Regions from separate parts of the Mus musculus genome. Here regions 1, 2 and 3 are each linked to region 4. The links are chromatin contacts, called in public HiCAR-type, HiChIP or PLAC-seq and promoter capture Hi-C maps. All regions are on one chromosome and are shown on one strand. The core of a region is the stretch at or near the end of the contact, and the rest is flanking DNA. Distances in the headings are between cores, read along the strand shown.

What was found. Promoter capture Hi-C pulls out the DNA fragments that hold promoters and counts their contacts. HiCAR-type assays count read pairs that join an accessible place to other places. HiChIP or PLAC-seq counts read pairs in DNA pulled down with a chosen protein or histone mark.
Region 1: a HiCAR-type map of astrocytes shows a contact between it and region 4, with 4 times the contacts expected there. The contact joins the promoter of Mgst3 here to the promoter of Hsd17b7 in region 4. A contact is called at or near these places in 3 of 39 promoter capture datasets (embryonic stem cells, hippocampal neurons and pre-B cells), 1 of 484 Hi-C or Micro-C datasets (B cells), 2 of 115 datasets of contacts at active chromatin or transcription factors (astrocytes and large pre-B cells) and 1 of 9 other capture datasets (liver).
Region 2: a contact with region 4 is called in a promoter capture Hi-C map of embryonic stem cells, with 8 times the contacts expected there. The contact joins the promoter of Lmx1a here to the promoter of Hsd17b7 in region 4. A contact is called at or near these places in 1 of 39 promoter capture datasets (embryonic stem cells), 2 of 115 datasets of contacts at active chromatin or transcription factors (astrocytes and embryonic forebrain) and 1 of 9 other capture datasets (embryonic stem cells).
Region 3: a contact with region 4 is called in an H3K4me3 HiChIP or PLAC-seq map of forebrain, with 8 times the contacts expected there. The contact joins the promoter of Uck2 here to the promoter of Hsd17b7 in region 4. A contact is called at or near these places in 1 of 39 promoter capture datasets (pre-B cells) and 2 of 115 datasets of contacts at active chromatin or transcription factors (extraembryonic endoderm stem cells and forebrain).

Annotation. Positions count from the first base shown.
Region 1 is chr1:167,392,372-167,395,971 of GRCm38.p6, reverse strand. It overlaps Mgst3 (microsomal glutathione S-transferase 3), which reads left to right and starts at 2,131. Exons shown (of 6, transcript NM_025569.2): 1 at 2,131-2,221.
Region 2 is chr1:167,687,020-167,690,950 of GRCm38.p6, reverse strand. Lmx1a (LIM homeobox transcription factor 1 alpha) reads right to left here and starts at 1,393. Exons shown (of 8, transcript NM_033652.5): 1 at 1,101-1,393. The coding sequence starts at 1,176.
Region 3 is chr1:167,283,739-167,287,336 of GRCm38.p6, reverse strand. Uck2 (uridine-cytidine kinase 2) reads left to right here and starts at 2,210. Exons shown (of 7, transcript NM_030724.3): 1 at 2,210-2,561. The coding sequence starts at 2,463.
Region 4 is chr1:169,967,573-169,971,074 of GRCm38.p6, reverse strand. It overlaps Hsd17b7 (hydroxysteroid (17-beta) dehydrogenase 7), which reads left to right and starts at 1,870. Exons shown (of 9, transcript NM_010476.3): 1 at 1,870-1,977. The coding sequence starts at 1,943. It overlaps 3110045C21Rik (RIKEN cDNA 3110045C21 gene), which reads right to left and starts at 1,666. Exons shown (of 3, transcript NR_040438.1): 1 at 1,500-1,666; 2 at 273-625.

The DNA.
Region 1 (3,600 bases), core at 882-3,381, 2.6 Mb after region 4:
TTTGGTTGATTTGGTTCGTGGTTTTATTGATGTCTGGTTGGATTTTTTTGGCTTCTGATTGGTTGTTTGGCTGGGTCTGGGGGGCTTGAGGGACACCTGTTTGAGACAGTTGCTCACTAGATAGTCCTGGCTGTTCTGAACTCCCTATGCAGACCAGCCTGGCTTCAAACTCATGAAGATCCATCTGCCTCTGTCTCCCAAGAACTGGGATAAAAGGTATTCCACACTTCCTCTGGCCTTGTAAGATTTTTGAAATAAGGTCCTACATGATCAATTCTTGTTTAGGGTCAGACAGGAAGGTCTGTGAAAGCAGCCACCAGTATTATCCTGACTTTCTGATCATCTGTTCTACCACCTTGGCTGCCTTTTTTTATACAGACCAGAAGCAAGAGGGGAATGAGGCCCCTTAATAGTGTAGAAATGGTTTTTCCTATTTGCTTCCTTAATGTTCAGTCAAAGCAAGTCCTGTAAACCCAACACACCAGGAAACCTGAAGTAGAAACCTTTCTTGTACTTAAGGGTAAGCATTAGAACAACTGGAAGCTGATGAAGCAGCAAGAATAAAGATTACATGAGCCTCCGATGTACTTCCAGATGTGTAGGCAAGACAAGCCAGTAAAAAGGAAAGCCAAGCCTGGCCCCTTCCTTGATTCTAGGCTTTCCTGCTTGGGATTGTTCGACTCCCAGGCACTCTTTCTTAGAAGTGCAAATTCTCCCAAAGAAGAGATTCTCGTGAGGATGGGCTCACTAGTGCACCTCTATAATGCCAAGAGTTGGAAGGTGGAGGCAGGAGGATCAGTTCAAGACCAGTGTGAGCTACATGGCAATATGAACTTGAGGCACACCTGGGCTGTGAGGGAGAAAGACAGGTGGAAGAAAGGAAGGGTATGCAAGCTGTGCTAAAGATCCGAAAATCTTAAAAATTGTACTGATTAAAATTTTGGTGATTGTGGAGGGGTGGAAACCTTCAGCCAATCAAGCTAGCTTTAACATCCTTACTAGTCATTTATGTATTTGAACAGCTATCTCGGACCTATCACTCAAATCATTTCAGAGAGTACAAACCTGCCACTAGCCTCTACGAACTCAAGACAAAGAATGTCATCAGACAATATCTGAGATCTTATTCCAGGCTTTGCTATAATCTGCACACCTGATGCCCCCACCACCACCCGTTCCCAACGTACAAGAAAGGGAACTTGACTTAGGAATTTCTTTGGTTCTGTTACTAGAAGTTCACGAAATTACAGTTGGCCACTGCAGGCCATGGTCACTCATATTTGGCTACAGAATAAACTTATTCTCTGGTGTTTGTGAGGAAGGAGGGGAGAGACATTAAAAGGTATGCACTGTCTGACCTAGTTTCTTAGGTCGTAGCATGTTAAGTTTCTTAGGGCATTTCAGAAACGCGGGGCAAAAAAAAAAAAAAAAAAAAAAAGTAGCAGATAGCTTCGGTGCTTTCTGCGACCGGTTTAAAGCAGAACTTATAGAAATTAGCAGTCAAGGTCTGCTTCTGCTTAGTAGGTCCTATCCAAGGCTCTCCTGGAGGCCGCCGCGAGGTGGCACAAGAGGGTGCGCCTGTGCTCTTTGTTAAGTTTGTGCCGGGGTCCGGGAAGAAATACCTGGGCGAGCCAAGCCATAGGAGCCCGCCTGTGGGGCTGGGGGAGAGAGAATGGGTGCGGTGCACCGTGTAGGCAGAGCTGAGGTACGCGCCAACGGCGCAGGCTAAGGGAACTCCCACAGTTTCAAACGCCCCCTCCCCAAGAGAGTCCAAAAGTGAGACACACGCCTTCCCCACCCACCCCAAGCTCTCCATAAACTACGCTCTACTTTCTGCGCACGCGCAGCAAGCTGAGTTACAGTGCCCTGCCGGGGACAAATTACTAACGCGTTACTGTCGCTTCTGTTCCAACCAAGCAGAACAAATCTCTAGGAGCAATTTAATACTGTAGTCACGAAAAGATACTTGGAGAGTAGAGCAAATATATACACTGGGGAGCCGGAAAAGTAGATATGCGGGCTACCCGACACAGGGAAAAAATGCAGTCTAGTTTAAGAAACAGCTAGAACCGCCAAAGTCAGAGGCGGTCTCGGGGGCGGTCCCGAGGGCGTGGCCGCGCGGGGCGGGGCGGAGTGGGGCGGGTCCTGCGGGACAGCTAGAGCCGCACCTAGGCACTGCTGTGCTTCTCAGGTCTGTACCAGGCGCACGAAGGTGAGCCAGGTAAGTGCTGGCAGCTGCGAGCTGCAGGAGCTTTAGCTTCACTGGGACACCTGAATGCCTGCACATGCACAACCGGTATCTCAGTCACTTGGAACGGAATTGGGGTCTCCAACCTCCCTTCTTTATCGGTCGATTTGAGCTCTGCATTTCTACCCACTCTGCCCTCCGCCCTCCCTGCATGCTCCCCCCGATGGTGTAGCTTAGGAGCTTCTCGGGGAGGCCCCTACCTCGCTATCTCTAACTCAGGGAGGTTCTCAAGGTCAGCTCATCCTCAATTCCTTATTTTCCTCCCCCTCCTTAATTCCAATTGTGTAAAGACCTGGGGCTCCCTCTTTCGGCCTTCAAGAGACCACCTGACCTTACTCACTGCAGCTGTTAATACAGAGAAAGGAGCCCGGAACTCTGCAGTGGGAACTGGCCATTCGTACCTGATCTAGCACAGGTTTCATAAGTGGCGTGCAAGCGCCGCGCCTGCTATGGATGTCTTGTTGCTAGGATCCTTCGAGAGGGTCTCAGAGGGAATTGCATTTGTTTTCCTCTCGCCTCGTAGAAATATTTGCATTGATACCTGAATATGGGTCATTTTCTTACTTCTGTCCTCATAGCAAGAGACTTCTTGGGAAGAGTGAGTGGGATATTAATTCATCCCATACTCACATGTCCGCAAGTGTCCCTTTACTTATCTTGTGTCGCTACAGGGAGACCCAGAACCACAGGGTGGGGCACCTGCAGGGTGGTGGAAGGGAGTAAGAGACACTGAGTCACTCCCGAGGTTGTGGTTTCTGTTAATTCTTTGCTTGGGAGGCACCAGTCTGCAAGTAGCCTAGGGTACAAGTCAGTGCGGAAAAGGAAGTAGAGGAAAAGCAGAGACAGATGGTCGGATGGGTAGGAAAGCAACGCTGCGCTGCGGGTTGGGACTTGAATCCCTTAACTAGGGAAAGGAGGTGCCCCAGAGAGCAACCAGCTCTCTGCTCTGTTGCCTGTACTGGTGGCTTAGGTGTGGCCTTGCAGGGTCTGCTGCAGATTTTAAGGTAGTAGCAGAAACCAGGGCTTCCCTGCGGGAATCTGTAGGGCACCTGCAGACTGCAGTTTCCCGGAAGCAGCCAAGGTTATTAGTCAGGGTTACCCGGTGTGTTTTCTTTCAGTGTGTCCATAATGAGAGTATACTGTCTTGAGTCAGGGGATCCAGAATTGTTTATTCTCACAGGAGCTAAATTTATCTAAGGAGTTAAATAAAACTAACATCTGAAATCCAAACATGTGCTTTCACCCTGGGAAGTACATTCTGCTCAGCTTCTTCCTGACACAATGTTACAGAAATAGAAAACTCTGTCAAGTGATTCTTTTTTTTTTTTTCCTTTAACCAGTGTTACTATATA
Region 2 (3,931 bases), core at 144-2,643, 2.3 Mb after region 4:
ATCCTATGGTTGGGACAAACCATAGGATGGGTCGCGGGTCTCATGGTGCAGAGAACCAAACCCAGTGTGCCTGAGTCCGCACACAGGCTCTAGCCTGCGTCTTCCTTCTTGCTCTGGGGAGAAAATCCTGACAATTTCGAAAGGGAGGTTGAAAGAAGAGGGCATGGGTTTTGTAATTTCGTTTCCTCTGAACTGTTGGGGTGGAGTGGGCGATTTCTCTCTGGACATGGTTTCTATAATCGAAATTTTTTCAGCCCCACTCTATTGGTTCTAAAGTTAGAGAAAGAGGCAAGAGGTTTAAATAAAAGAAAAATCTCTCCTTCAGAAAGAAGCGGGAAGAAACACAGGAAGAAAGAAAATTTAAAAACAAAACAAAACAAAACATTTTTTTCTCCAAACTTGAAAATTCCAAAGGGAGAGTTGAAGAGACACTGGCAAAACAAGCCTGAACTCTGAAAGACCCATGGGTATGACTCTTTGGATCTCTCTATTCTCTGCTCCTTCGAAGTGGCTGGGTTGGGGGTAGAGGGATACCAAGCTTGCGGAACAGGGGTCCGGCTTCAGTTAATTAAAGACCAGGCAAGGGCCCCGCCGTGCAAGCTAATCCCAGCGCAGCGCTGCCCACCAGCCCGGAAAAGCCTCTCGGCCATGCCCAATACTAAAATTGGGGCTGCAGTTGGTGGGGGAAGAGAAGAACCTGGGCGCTCTGGGCCTCGGATCTCTCATGCTAGGACACAGGCCTCTGAGAAACCGGTGGCATTTATGAGCCGTCGATCAGCTCCGTGATTAAAAATCCAGCCCTGGGTATTATTAATCACTTGCCACTCAAATGCCTTGTGAACATGCTCGCCCGCCCCTCAAGGCTTTGGGGAATTCGATGTTGAACTCGTGAAGCCTGGGGAGGCTTGATGGTTGTATTTAGGTAGGGACGACTCAAAAGGACTGATGGACACGGAAAGACAGAGATTGTGGGCACCTCTGTGTGCGCGCGAAGAGGGTGCTAGTCTGGTCGCTTAACCCAGTATCAGAGACCTGACGTACTGAGCTCCCGGCCCCGGCAGAAGGAGGATGCTCTAGGGAGCATGCGGTTGAACACTTACCCAGCAAAGAGGAGAAAGATGCCGAGGTCTCAATCGCACTTTGAAAGTTCTCCTCCATCTTCAGGCCGTCCAACATGTTCGGGGTGAGCCAGGAGGACCTGTAGAGCGGAGGAACGGTTGAGTCTAGCTTCCCGTGCCTGTTGGGACTCCGCACCCTCAGTTGCCACTCTCCTGGGACAGGACAGAAGCAGTGTCCAGGGCGACAAGAATGAGCCTAGAGGGTAGAGTCCAGACAAGGGAAATGTAAGGTGGGAGGAGAGAGAAGAGCCACCGTGAACTGCTCGGACGGCTCTGATTTCACTTGAAGTCAACGCGTTATGTGCTAAGGCCTCCGCCCCCTAACTGCGTTCTCCTAACCCCCACCCCCACCCCTGTCCCCAGGTTTCCCATTCCAAGACCGACTCCGCCCCATCCTATACTAATGTGGCCCCTAGGGATCCCACCACTAGAACTATGGTACTCTGTGTGATGGGGTGGGGGTACGCCTGCTCTCAGAGCCAGGGCCAAGCCGGGACCAACCAGGTCCGATATCCCAGTGGCACCACCACTCACTTTCGACCCTCACCTGTCTTAGAGAGAGGCAGAGTAAGGGACTCGGAGACTGTCCCGCCTGCTTCCGTACTCCTGGCGCAGCGCTCTGCTTGGGGGGTGGGGGGGGGGCGCTCGGGAGTAGGCGTGCGGGGCGCGCGGGGAGGTCCTCCCGCCGGTCGGCCAGTGCCGGGAACGTCTGCAGGAGCAAAGGAGTCGCCTTGGGGAGGAGCCGCGACTGGCCCGGTTCACTCTTGGATGCATTTCAAATCAACTTTCAGAAACACGCCCGCCCGAGCCGGAGCCTAAGGATCCCCGCAGCCTTCCTTACCTGATGGGCGAGCTCGCGCCCAGCGTCCGGAGCAGCGCGAAGTGGCCGGGAGACGCCGGGCAGCTTTGGCGGAGGGAGGAGGCGTCCCCTAGGCTGCAGCCAGAGCAGCCGCCCGGACTCCGGCGCACCCGGGAGAGAGCAGGAGCGAACGCCGGCCCCCGATTCCGCTCCTCGGCGCGCCGGAGTGGGGCCGGGCCGTGGCCTCAAGCCGCCGATCCTCCTCGGGACGTCCCGCCAACACGCGCCGCTCTGCAGCCGGGAAGGGGAAACCAGGCGGCTGCTCCAAGATCGGCGGTGGAACCGGAGGCCCAGGGTCCTGGGTGCAAAGTCCGCCCTGCCTTCTTCGAGGCGGCTCGGGCGGTTTCTGACAGTGGCCGCTGGCTGCGTGCGCGGCCCGGGAAGGGGGTGGGGTGCGCAGGGCGGGGGCCTGGGAGCGCGTCCCGTGGCGGGGCCCGCGGTGCTCTGTTTCCCCGGCTTGGCTGCTCGACCCACCGCGAGGCTACAGCCTGATGCTCCAGTCTGCTGCCCGGACCTCCCGGACGCGCCAAACTTTTCCTTCTCTCCACGTGGAACGGTTGCCCCGGGGGAGCTACACCCCAGACTCGGCAGAGATCCGTGCCACCTAGACTTCACGCGGGCGGGATGGGGATCCGGTTGCTCTCGGATCTGCACCGTAAGTGATGACTAACCTCAGACACCTGGAGGTCGCGGGGATCGCCTAGAGCCCCCAACCCCAATCCTCTCTGCTTTGTGAACTCTGGCACCAGAAGCTCCAAGCTCTTCGGATTTTCATTCACCCACTTGCTCCTGCAACTTACAAATTTGTTTTGGCTTAAAACTCAACTCACCGTTTCTGGCTGAAACTACTTCACTGCTGGGAAATGCAATAATGGGACCCATGGCCAAACCTTGAATCAGGCTCCCTCTATCCTATCCTGCTGGCTGGATGCTAGACTAGAAGTCAGCCAAGGGGACTTTTCTTAGAAAAGAAGATCCTGGGGGCAGTTTTTAATTCCCTGTGATTCATAACATTCTGCAGCGACAGCCCTCCAGCCTCTCTAGAGGCAGGAACAGGGTCTTGCTCCTCTATTCCAAGAAAAGCCTGGGGCCAAGTGACTCAATAAACACATCATTGCGTTGGCTAACATTTTATCGACCATTAATTTTGTGCCAATCTTTATTCCGTAGCCAACTTATCTAATCTTTAAATTTTAAGGTGGGGAAAATTATAGTCTCAGTGTTCGGGTTGCCCTAAGGAAATGGGACACCTGTCCACGTGAAATTCTAGCCTGCTCTCCAGAACACCGTTGGGAGGTCCAATTCCATGGGCTTCTCTAGGGCACCCTCACTTCTACACTGCGAGGAACTCGGTGGCAGTAATCCAGCGCTATAGCATGGTCAGAAGACATACCATGTAAGCAAGTATTCCCTAGTGCCCTTCACCAAGGAAAAGATCTCTTCCTGAACTTATGTCCAACAAGCTCTTCTGTGCTTAGGGACACACACACACACACACACACACACACACCCTGCCCACCCGCAGCATCCTAAGTGTGTTCTATCTGCAAGCACACGCCAAACGCAGAATATGACTTTAGAGGAACAAGGGGAAAGGGCAGAGAGTTTAATACCCTATATTAGAATACTGCTTTAAACTTTTTAGGGTGCTCCTATATTCATGGTTTTGCTTGATCTCTATGACAAACCTGTGAGGTAGACAGAACAAATAATTTTATCTATTGTCCTAGACAAATCTTTGGGGCTTAATACAGCCAGGAGATTTCTCTGCTGTTAAACAGGTGGCTATTGGTATGTCTTCTAACACCTGACCTTTGTCATGTCTGCCATCCAGATAGAACAGGATATGGGGGTAGAGATAAATTACATGTATTCTTGAGATAATATATACGATAGAATTTTTTTAAGAAAAAAAGAACACAGCATACACCCACAAGAAATATTATTTTAAGTG
Region 3 (3,598 bases), core at 961-3,460, 2.7 Mb after region 4:
ATAGACTTTTGGGAGAAGTCAACCCACCCACACTGTCTCTGCTGGGGAATGGAGTGAGGGCTAGCCAGCCTCTCCCAGATGTCGCTGATGGACACCAGGCAACCACTCGGATCTTGGTTTCCTGAGGATGAAGTTTGGTGTTGATGTGACATAAAATATCTCAGAAGAGAACATGTGTAAGCAAGACAAGGTGGTGGAGACTGTGGGATCTGGAAGGTCCATTTCAGCTATTTAGGGAGTAACAGGGTCAGCCTGGGTTACATAAGATCCTATCTCAAAAGAACAAAACAAAGAGTGCTGTCTTCTCCCCCCAAGTCCCAAGATTTCTCTGTGCAGCCTTGACTGTCCTGGAACTCAGAGATTTGCCTGCCTCGGCTTCCTAAGTGTTGGGGTTAAAGGCATCTGCCAACAATACCCAGCTAAATCCTTGGTGTTTTTCCACTAAAGAATTGGAAGTTTCTTATTTCCTTTTTGTTTTTTGAAGTCAGTAAGAGAGAAGATGCACTATATCACGTTGGACTGATTCGTTACTCTTTAACGATGTTTTCAAAAACAAGAAAGTGTGTTAGACTTAAAATTTTTTATTTCTTTTTAAACTTAAAAATTGTAGCACAGTGGTGGCTGCACATACCTTTACTCCCAGGACTCTCTCAGGAGGCAGAGGCAGGAGGATCTCTGTGAGTTTGAGACCAGCCTGGTTTATAGAGTTTCAGGATACAGAGAAACCCTGTCTTGGAAAAGAAACAAAAACAAAACAAACAAAAAAACCCAAACAAAACCCTGTTTTATGTATATAGGCGTTTTGCCTGCATGTATATCTGTGCACCAGTGTTCCTGGTGGAAGCAGGGCCAAGAAGTGGGCATCAGATCCCCTGAAGCTGCCAAGTGAGTGACGGGAATTGGACCCACATACCTCTGGACAAGCAGCCAGTGTTTTTGTTGTTGTTGTTGTTATTGTTGTTGTTGTTGTTGTTATTGTTTTTGATTTTTCGAGACAGGGTTTCTCTGTATAGCCCTGGCTGTCCTGGAACTCACTTTGTAGACCAGGCTGGCCTCGAACTCAGAAATCTGCCTGCCTCTGCCTCCCAAGTGCTGGGATTAAAGGTGTGCAGAGGCAGGTGGATTTCTGAGTTCAAGGCTAGCCTGGTCTACAGGTTTCTGGTTCTAGGACAGCCAGGGCTATATAAAGAAACTCTGTCTCGAACCCCCCCCCAAAAAAAAAGAGGTTCAGAGTTCAGAGAAGCGGAGATTCTAGTACTACCTTTCAGGTGTGCCCAGCAAAACTGCCCTTTCTGGTTCCTTTAGGAGTCTTTTCAAGCCCCAATACTCTACAGTGATATTCAGGCATTGTTCTAAAAACTTTACCTATGATAATTCATTTTAGCCCATCAAAAATCCTAGCGTGTATCATTTTTATTTTCATTTAATAGAGCACTGAGGCACATTGGCCTTGCTTATGGAACTTGATGTGAATGAAGACATCTGGCTCCCGCGGTGAAGACTCCTTTTTAGTCTCCATTTGGTACTGTTTTCCTAACTAAGTGACAAATTGCCTGCCTCTAATAAACTAGGTCAGTTAAAGTCATCAATGAATGGAAATGGCATTGTTATGTTTCTATTTTCATTAACCCTAGCTCCACGGGAATGTCAGTACTGCGGAGCTAGGATGGTGTGGAAGGGCACTGGTTTTTCAGGGAGGAGTAACCGTCCCCGAGTCACCCTTCTTTTAGGGAGTCACATGAGGACAGACCTGCTAAGGAAAATGGCACTTGGGGGTTTCCAAGACAGGAACTCTCTTAAGCCGAGCGGGTGACACACTATTTTGGCACACGGAGGGTGGGAAGGGAGTCTCTGAAAACACAAGTTTCAGTGAGGATGAAGGGTCTAGGCATTAATTCTCCATCTTCATATTCCCAGCCTTTTCCAGTTTTGCGTCTCAAACCTCCAGTCTCTGCTCTGCTCTGGCAGTCTCTTCTAGCTTTTGATCTCTTTTGAAATAGGACGCAGAGTGGCGCATTAAGACGCTGACCTAGCCGGTTTCTTCACCCCTCCACCCCACCCCCCGCTCCGTCCCAGAAAGGGTTAATCCGGCGGGTGGGGAGGGGAGTGGCGCTCACACCTTTCCCAGAGACCTCGGGCGGCGGCGGGGCCCGGGCGGGGCGGAGGCTGGGGCCAGACTCCTGGCGAATAGCAGCGCGCAGCCCGCCCGGATTGGAGCAGCCTCATCACGCTGACCTCTGCCTGGGATGTAAACCCCACGGGCCGCCACGGGCACAGGAGAGCTCTCGGCACCTCCGGGAAAGCCACCTCGGCCTCCCCCGCGCCCGGGCTCCAGCCGCGGCCGGCCCAGCCTCGACCTCAGCAGCGACCAGCTGCTCCTGCGAGGAGCCGAGCGAGCCCGGTCGCGGGCGGGGAGCGTGCGTCGGTTCGCACAGGCTGCGAGAGGAGGGGCGGCGCGAGTCATGGCCGGGGACAGCGAGCAGACCCTGCAGAACCACCAGCAGCCCAACGGCGGCGAGCCCTTCCTGATCGGCGTGAGCGGGGGCACGGCCAGCGGGAAGGTAAGAGTCCGCGCGCCCTGCTCGCACGGCGGGCGGCGCATGTGGCCGGCGCCCGCGGGCCGTGTCAGTTGCAGCCTGCCACCGCGTGGCCCGCGGGATCCTCGTTCCGGGCCGCCGCGCTCCGGCGCCGCCAGACCCCGCGCAGGCTCGGTGCGCGGCGTTGGGGACCAGCGGGGGGACCCGGGCGACCGAGGGTCCAGGATGCGGGTTCCTCCTACAAGTCCCCCGCAGGGATGGTGCGCTCCCTCGCTGGTTCCCGGCGGCGGCTGTGACTCGTGGTCAGGGTCTTGTGGGGGAGGGGCGGAAAGCGGATGCTTATTGTTTTGCAAGTCGGGTGTAAGGACCCGGCTTTCGGGGCTTCCCTCGGAGCCCCGGTACGCTCCTCCGCCCGGCTTGGCCCTGGCCCCGGCCCAAGCCTGTGGGCTGCGAGGCTGGCCGGGATGCGCGAGGTGGCGCGCCCGCTGCCGGGAGCCCACCTGGGGGTTGCAGGGCTTTCCGGGAGAGCCGAAGCTCGATGGGCACAGTCACGGATGGGATGACAGCAGGGGCTGCTGTCTTTTATGCTTAGAAGAGAAAACCGCATCAGTCTCAGTGAGAAAGTTGTACAGGCTCCATGCTCTTCGGTGTCCGGGTCGCTCGCTCCTTGGATCGCAGGGAAGGGGTTACCGAGTCTGACTTTGCGAGGAACCTCTTTCCTTTGTATTTTCTCCTGCACGGCAGCGAGGGGCGACTTGACTTAACCTCGGGTCTTTACTGCAGGTGGAGAAGGGTGGAGCCCTCCCAGATGGTTCTTTCTTTACTCCCCCTCGCTCCCTTTTAGGATGTGGCTGCTTGTTCGCCTGCCGTTTAACAGCCGCCAAGTTCAGTGGGCGCTCGGGCTCCATGAGGGGCGCCCGAGGGAGCTGGGCGCCGCGTGCGGCCGCTGGTGAGGCCGGATGGTGAGTCCCCAAGGCTGGGCAGCGTGGAGCAGGAAGGCTGGATGGCGCCATGAGACGCGCGCCACGCGCCACGAGGTTTTAGCTTCCAGCCCATTTCTC
Region 4 (3,502 bases), core at 621-3,120:
TGTCTCTCATCCTTACCTACTGTCCCCTAAAAGGAAAAGCGATCACGGTCTGACTTTAGGGTAGAGATGGATTTATTACAAGGAGCACAATTAATGTTGAGTTAACTACACCTGCTCAACTCATGCCAAGGCTTGCCAGTGATAGCTTCACTCACTGTGCACCAGACTGTTCTGGTACCCAACTGAAGAACCCCAGGACAACACAAACCCAAGATGAGTAGTTTGGAGTGAGGTAAAAACAAAACAAAACCAAACCAAAACCCAACACTCACCTATGAATTAAAAAATATTTTCATTGCTCGGGGTTGTGACTCTCTATGACAAATGACTTTAAAAATTAAACATTTTAGATTAATAGTCCAGTCCATCCCTTGTCGGTCACAGAGCCTTGGAAGCAGCAACTTGAGTAGAACAAAAGGAGGAAGAGTCCCAGTTTCCCTTACTGGGCTGGGCTGGAAGTGATAGAGGACTTTCTCTGAAGTCTTCTGGGTTTCATCTAACTCAGAGCTGGTCCCACTCCTGTTCTCATCTGAGGCTGTAGTAAGGCTGAACTCCTCTCGGACCCAGGCAGACTCCTGATGTTGCTTTCATGCACAGAGTTCATGCTAATAATTGCACAAGAGAACTTAAAAAAAAAAAAACAACTCAAAATAAACGTCATAATATGTTAATTAAGTTTACAGTTTTCTGGTGGGCCATTTTCATGCTACCCTAGGGTGCAGTGTGGACACACCTGTCTGCCACCCAACCCACCCACCAGGCTCTCCAATTTCTTTTTAAAAAGTGAGCTTTCTTTGGGAGAGCCACACAGTTTTCTCTGTTCTTTTGCTGCCACTTCTGAACTCCAGGGTTTAAAAAGGATCATTTGGGTATGGAATCTCAAGATCAGGGATTTTTTTTTTTTTCCACTTCAAGGCTTTAGAAAATTTGTTAAGTTACTGTCTTTTAAGAACAGTTGAAATGATCAACCAGTTTTCTTAAGTTTTAGCAGTTTGTTGGTATCATTAATCAAAACATATAGATTAAAGCCCAGAAAAGACGTTATCATTTAGGATCACGGCTATCCCTAGTAATTACAGCTCTGAAAGAGGAATAGTTTGTTCAATCATATGAGTATTAGTCCTTTCACTCAATATTAATCATCTGTAAGTAGCGAAAGCTGGGATAACGATTATAACAGCTGCGCAGGGTATTTTTATGCGAATTGAACTTAATAAAAAAAGGGAGTTTTAATGTATGCATTTGCCCCTCCCTGATTACCTAGTTCTGCTCCCTCCAAAGTACTCATCTGGGATGGCTTGGAGACAAAAAAAAAAAAAAAAAAAGAGCGAGCGAGCGAGAGAGAGAGAGAGAGAGAGAGAGAGAGGCAGAGAGAGTGAGAAAATAAAGCTCATTACAGCGACCTGAGAGGTCTGAAGGAGATGACAGTACGCATTCCTTTAGCGTTCTGAGATTCTCTGGTTTCATTCCACATTCAGAGCTTGAAATTGCTAACTTACTCGTGATTCGACATAAATACAATTCAATGAAATCCAGGTTCTCTTTCTTAAAGACCATGCTTTACACATCCTAAGAAGCAAACTTGGACTTGGGTTCCTGCACCGAAGCCTCTCCCAGCAGCCTTGTGAAACCTCCAGCTCTGCCGCCCGCTTGCTTCACTCAGAACAAAGCCCCCGCCGCAGACTGGGGGCGGCGACTGCCTGGATTGGCTATAGGACCCTTGTGTCACGTGGCTCCGCCCCTCGGCCTATCTCACCTCACCCGGTCTGGGCGTGGAGAGAAGATGCCGAGTCGCGATTGGCGGGCCTAACGCGCGGACCGGATGACGCAGGAGAGGTGGAGCCGGGCCGAGCCTTGATTGGTCGAGGTGCGCGTGGTCACGGATCAAGGTTCAGGCTAAGAGAACCCCGGTGCAGTTCTACTTCGGTGCAGGGCGTGGAAGATGCGGAAGGTGGTTTTGATCACCGGGGCGAGCAGGTGAGACCTCCTATGGAACCCCGGAGTCTATGCGGGGGGAAGCGCAGGTCGGTGATTCACTTCGATGGGGTCCGCAGAGACCCCGTTCCCTGGCTTTCCAAGAGGTGTGGTCATGCCTGCCTCGCTTGGTGCTCGGTGCTCGGTGGCTGGCGCTTTGAATTAAACATGACAGTGGAAAGGAAAGCTAAACCGCCAGTGACTGGTCAGCCTGGCAGTGATGCTGGACAGTTGTTCTCTAGGGACCGTCAGTCTCCGAGAGTAGTTAATTGTAGGTGCCCACAGTTCACTTTAAACCTAAACACTCGGGGTGTTTAAATGTCAGCATCCATGAACTTTAGGACAATGAGGAAATTTCACTCCTGCAGCATGTTTTCATATACTCTTTCCAGGAACCTACAGAACGACCAGTCTAGCAACTAAGGCTTATCCTGATGCAGATGCCAGCAAAGTTATTCCAGGCTTGCCCATTTGACCCTTGACCTACTTATCATTTGTTGATGAAGAATGTGTGGAGGATGGACCCAACCAACTCCCCTCCTACCCCCAATTGGTTACATTGCTATTTTTTGAGGAATTAATACAGGATTTGTTAAATGCCACTTAAGCCTGTTTCAGTGACCCAATCACATCTATATTAACTAAACCAGTGGAGGGGTCTGTCTTGGGCTTTTTGTTAGTGTGCGCTCTCCTTTAGGTCAGCTGGGTTTTGGCCGTTCTCGAGTGGAAAGTGCCTGTAGAAGTCAGACCTGAATTGGTGTGATTTTGATATACTGTGGTGTGTGCAACTTATACTAAAGTTGGTATTTAAAGTAAGGATGAATAGGCCGGTATCTGCTTGGTACTTTGCTGGCAGGGCCGCCAGATTCTGTGGATTCCAGACTCACTTTGGAGCTCCCTTTGCTGGCAGTCTGCATGAGAACTTACTGTTACCCAGAATGGCCTCGCTACCAGCAGTGGGCCCCATCTGCTGCGACCTTCATATCACTCTTTGTGACCCAGTGCATCTGAAGCCTCCTAGCTCTGCTCTTTCCTGCTTCTTTGTCTTCGGCTCTATCTGCTTGCTGATTCTGCTTTCTGTCTACTTGTATTGAGGGCTTTTTTTTTTTTTAAACTCTTGGCTATTCTGCTGTGACTTAGTAGTTGACAGGGATTTAACTTCAAGCTGTGCTACTGTGTATTCTCCTGAAAACAAAACAAAACAAAGCAAAAAAAAAACCCCAAAAAACAAAAACCCAAACCAAAACCTCACCGGTTGGTTCACTTACTGCGATTTACAGTTTTCCTAATAGCAACAGTACCAAGAAGTGGTGAGAACCCTTGCCTTTGCGGGACCAAGGCACCACAAGAAAATGGGGACACGGTAAACAACTAATACGGCCCCCCTTAAAGTATTTGCTAGAGATATATTAAATCACACCCTAACAGGTGCTCCAACCCTCACTCACTGTGTCATTGAACCATATTAGAGGGGAACAACTGGATGTTGCTTATCAACATGGCTAATCGGGAGATTCCTTCTTCACAT